2 separate regions of the Gossypium raimondii genome follow, and region 1 is linked to region 2. The links are chromatin contacts, called in public Hi-C maps. All regions are on one chromosome and are shown on one strand. The core of a region is the stretch at or near the end of the contact, and the rest is flanking DNA. Distances in the headings are between cores, read along the strand shown. Region 1 holds the start of LOC105779982 (transcription factor AS1). Region 2 overlaps LOC128040426 (secreted RxLR effector protein 161-like).

Evidence for each region. Hi-C and Micro-C count contacts between places; a contact is called where the count stands out from the background.
Region 1: a contact with region 2 is called in a Hi-C map of leaf, with 2.8 times the contacts expected there. The contact joins the promoter of LOC105779982 here to the enhancer-like site in region 2. A contact is called at or near these places in 2 of 2 Hi-C or Micro-C datasets (both in leaf).

Annotation. Positions count from the first base shown.
Region 1 is chr4:12,130,217-12,132,916 of ASM2569854v1, reverse strand. It overlaps LOC105779982 (transcription factor AS1), which reads right to left and starts at 1,279. Exons shown (of 2, transcript XM_012604028.2): 1 at 1,082-1,279.
Region 2 is chr4:12,024,059-12,026,758 of ASM2569854v1, reverse strand. All of the region lies in intron 1 of LOC128040426 (secreted RxLR effector protein 161-like), which reads right to left. Among protein-coding and RNA genes, the nearest start is that of LOC128040426, 7.8 kb to the right of the region's middle. Within about 2 kb of position 1,343, the one cell type or tissue checked has open chromatin away from gene starts, as enhancers often do. A contact at or near this core is called in leaf, where this site is marked.

The DNA of each region.
Region 1 (2,700 bases), core at 30-2,529, 110 kb before region 2:
ATGAGGATGCACAATCATGCTGTTAAATAAGATGCGTGGATAAATGCTGATAACTGTTGGTACAACTAGGCATTGATTATAAAGTCAAGTACAAAGTACAAGTAACATAATACTACCAATCACTGCACAGAAAGACAAGGGGAACCGGGGGAGGAAACAAGACAAGATGTACTACAATACCAAAAACAAGATCAAGTATCACAAGAGGAGTGATCTTAAACAATGACTGAAAGCAAAACTCAATTCTGCCATAGCAAAAGCTATCATACAGCCAGTGACAACAATCTGTAGTGGAGTCAGCAAAACAATGCGGAAAAAGATAATATATATATACACACAATAATTGATAAAATGCCCAAGTTTGTGTCGTATAAAACTTGCTAGCGGCCCCTGACACTGGATTACAACCTAATTGTACTGCAACAGCTGGCAATACAGAGATTTTCATCTTTACACATCTATAAACCAAACTATTTAAGTTATTAGTTAAAACTAATCTACTAAAATATCCCATAAAAATGTGTTAAAGATATAGACAAGCAAACCAAATAAGAGTCTAGTAGAGATGGTATATCGATAATCAATCAAACAGGGATGTTATGACTTGTACAAACCCGCAATATATTTATTCAACTCATCTCCCATATTTATGACACAAAATCTTCAGAAAATTACAGCTGCAGGGCAAAATAATAGGGTTCATCAACTGATTTGGTAGAATGTAAATATTCCCAGGATAAGGCCCGGGACATTACTGAAAAACCCAGTTTCAAGAACTGGGGAAAAAACAGTTTATTATGTTTAAGATTATCATCAAACAAGTATTGCTGGGAATAATTAGAAATTATGTGTGGGAGCTGCCACCAAAATCTTCAACTAAGTAAACGTTTGGCTGCCGCGAAAACTAAGAAAGATAAAAAAAAAGAAAGATAAATGTTTTAATAAAATTGAAGCAAAACAGAGCCTTAAAAATAGCTTCTAGGAAGCACAAAGAGAAGTCCAGAACAAGGATTAAACAGAAAGAGAAAATGTGAAATAAATACTTAAAAACTAATGGATAAAATAGGATAAAAGAGCTCACCATATTTTCTTTGTGTTCAAGTGCCCAAATTTAAACTTTGTGTTGGTTGCATCTTCAAGCTTACAATCTCCGACAAGAACAGCAAAGGATTAAGGAGAACATAAAATCAAAGCCGACAGTCCAAACAACCAAAACACACAAACTCTCTCTCAAACAAAGGGGGATGGATGGGGGGAGAAAGATAATAAAATGAGAAAAAAAAAAAAAAAGAAAAGAAAGAAGGGGGAGGGGGGGGACTATAGTCCGCGTTTCGCGGCACAAGGAGACGAGTATGATGTAGACTCGACCTTCTGCTCCGCTCAGAAGCACCTCTCAGATGTCAGTGATACGTTACGTCCCTTTTTCTCTTTATTTTTATATTTATTTATTACTTTAACTCTATTATTATTTCTTCTTTATTTAATTCAATACCTCAAAAAAATTGCTTTTCTTGGTTTTTTTTTTTTAGAATTTTATGAAATTTTATTTTTTAATCTAATTATAATTTCAGAAAAAAATTCAAAAATTAAAATAACAAAAATTCAGAATTCTTTTGAAGAAATTTTGATTTTTTATAATTTTTGAAATTTAAATTAACAAGTTAATTTTTTAAAGATTTTAGATTTTATGATTTTTTAACTTTTACATAATTATAAATTTAAAAATATTTTATAATTTCAAAAACAATTAATTAATTTTATGAATTTTAAGAATTTTTGATATTTTATAATTTTAAAAATTATTATTAAAAATTATACAAGGACCAAATCAGATATTTTAACTATAGTCTAGAATTAAATTAGTTAACGTGTCATATCACTCTTCCGTTAATATTGTAACGACGATTGATAGACGAATGATCAAAATATAATTTTTCATAATTTAGTGATAGAAAAATAACCAAAATTTAATGACTATTTTTAATTTACTCAACAAATTATTTTTCTTGTTTTTATTTTTTATTTTGATACCTAAAACTAATTTATTATCTAATTACACTTTTTAAAAATTATTATTTAAAATATTTTTATGAGTATATTCATGGGTGTAAGTTTTTTAAAGGTGTTGAATAATACATTTAAAATTTATTGTCTAGTAGGAACTCAATAATCATTGGTGTTGAGGTGTGAATAACCATTTTCAATATTTCCTTAAGAATCTTATATTTTGTTGTTACAAATAAGTAATTGATTTGATATGGGTGTCGATGTGGAGACCATTACTTTCTTGTATTTTACTGTTATGAATAGTTATTTGACTTGATGGATTAAGAACTAGACACCTAATAAAAAAATCTTTCCAACTACTTGCAAAATTTTTACAACTTTGTTAATTATTTTAAGTGCTTTTTCTTTTCATGAATTAGTTGTATAAAAAAGTTATCATTAGTTTTTAAATATGTTATATTATTGTAATTATTAAATATGTTCACCGCATGATATAAGAAAATTATGTTATAGTATGTAACTCTCTAAATCCAGCCTAAACATTATGGTCGTATCTGGTAACGTCACACGATAGTGTTTTTGAAATATTGTTGTTACGTTTAAAACATTTTATGTTATTATCTTTAGTAAACCTTTGTTAGAACTTAGGAAGTCGTTTTTATTCATTTAAAACATTTGTTTTGAAACATTCCT
Region 2 (2,700 bases), core at 94-2,593:
AAATTTAATTTAATTAATATAATTCATAAAAATAATAATATATCTAGAAATTTTAATATTATAATTAAATGCTAATAATTTAGCAACATATATTATAAATATATCTAATAGTATAATTAATATATTATTTATAAAAATATGATTTATTTCTTAATAACTTTATAAATATTATGTCAAAAATAATATTTGAAAATAAATAATTTAACATTTTATATTTAATAATAAAACATTATTTAACAATAAATTTAATTTTATAAATTTAAAATAATTCTAAAATCATATTTAAAATTATTTTATTATATATTTTTCTTTGAAAATAACTAGTTGGATTCATTTAATATAAAGTGGGAAAAAATACAGTCAAACAAAACATAACAGCAAAAGAACAACCTAACCAAAAAAAAAAGACTAATAAAGAAAAATAAATGCAATAATAAATAAAACCATTAACTTTCTAGGGACCCTAATTGCCCCCAATATTCACAATCCAGCTGATCTTGAAAATGGGATCTTTCAGGTTTCCCCTTCCATTTCCTCTTTGCTCCCTTAACCGTCAAGTTTATTTGGAGGAGACCCTCTTGGTCATTGGTCAATTCATTTCACCAACCAACCACTCTCTTTTCCTCCACCATTTTCCTTTCGCGAACACTGGCACATCCCCCATCAAGTGACTCTACTCCCTCCACTTTAAACCCTCTATTGCCAAGACATACGCCAGACCATTCCTTTCTGCTTCACCTATCATTAACCTTGTTTCTTTAATCTAGAGCCTCTACCCATCGTCGATCAACTTTATCTCTTTCTTTTCTCTAGAGTTCTATCTAGTTCGCCCCCTTTTTTTTTCTTTAGCCCTCTCTTTTTCTCATGTATCTTCCTCTCCAAAGCTTTATCTCCACCTACTCTTTCAATTTTTTTGTTTAGTTTGTCCTAAAAGCCCACCAAAGCCTATAAATCCATACATGCAAATCTCCCTTCTGTTAATTTCCCACCGCCAATCACAGTTTTTTTCTTCCGATTTGGGTTGTTTTGTTTTATTTTCTCAATTTTATTATTCGGTTTGGAACATGTCAGAGTGGAGGAGACCTTGTGTTAATGCTGTGAAAATAGCATTGTTGGATGAAATCGAAGTTGGGAAAGCATTGAATCATAACGATTGGGTTTTAATTTTTGTTTCTTCTTGATTTTTCTTCCATAGATATAATTCATAAACTAAAATTATGGTTAATATGATGTTTTTGGTTTGGGGTATTTTTGGGAAAAAAATTGGTGGCTATTGAGTAAAAGGCTGGAATGGCTATTCTTTGGTTGTAGCATAGAATGGGTATTCCGTGAGAGGCCGAAATGAGGTTGTAATACTACCCGACCGTTTCACTCATTCAATTAAACCAAACAATGGAATAAGACTGTTGCGTTAAATAAGGTATGAATGGAATAGCCATTCATGCCAACCAACCTTGGTGTAGGAATACACCAAACTTGTTAATTATGCTTAAGGTTAGTTTAATTAAGTTTAATTAAGATTAATTAAAAGTTAAACTAAGTATAAAAGAAAAATAAAGGCATTTTGCTCTTCTTCTTCTTCTTCACCGTAGCATAAAGGAGAAATAGGGTTTGAAAGCTTTCAAACTTTCAACCTTGATTTGGTATGTTCAATTAAGTCTCTGTTTTTTGTAATTTTTATATTTTTGAGGTCATGGGAGTCTAATTTAGCTAGCCCATGTACCAATTTTTAAAAATTTTAAAATATTTCTTAATGAAATTGGTGTTAAATTGATAGATTTTAAGCTTAGATGTGAAAAAAGACTAGATTGTAAAGTGTAAATTGTTAGTTTTGTTCATAAGAACCAAAGTGTAAAAATTGACTTTTTGTGTGAAATTTCTGTAATTTTAGATATTATAGGGCTCTAAAAGGATGTAATTGATATCCATTTCAAAATCGAAGCTCAAAATTGAAATTTATGGCAATTTCGATATTAAGGACTAAATTGAATAAAATGCAAAACTTTAAGGGCATTCAAAAATTAAATTGAATTGGTACATGCATGTTAGGGATTGTTATAAAATGATTGGTATTAATAAATTGAATCGAATTATTGTATAGATCGAGAATTAAACCAAATTGAGGATAATCAGGGAAAGGCAAAATTGCTAATTAATCCTTAAAAACTTGTTTATTTGTTGTTTTGTTAGTTAAGTTCATATGAAACTTACTGTTTTGTTTCATGCTATGATTAAATTGTATTTATTTTGCTTATTAGTTTTTATAAATGTAATTTGGTGATTTTTGGCATCAATTGGGCTAAATTGCAAAGTATGAAATCTATGGTATTTATGAATAGGTACAAGGTACCAAAACGGAAATGGGATGTTAATAAGATTGGTATGACATGTAAATGTTGTTACAGGGATTGAAATGATATGATTACAGTAATAATGCCCGTGTAAACTTAGTAAAAGATTAGGATATGTATGGCATGCAATTAGGGTCAAATCTGAAAATGATTAGTGATTTTCATGGTTATATGAGATCCAACATTTTTTGTGGATTCTCGGCTTATATGTATCCTTGGTTTAGCCTGGACTGGTAACCTTGATACGATATCAGTTTGTGTGAGCAAATTCAAAAATGTCAGCTTGTGTGAGCAACCCTGATCACTTTCAGCTTGTGTAAGCAATATAGTCTCGTGTATTCGAGTTCGA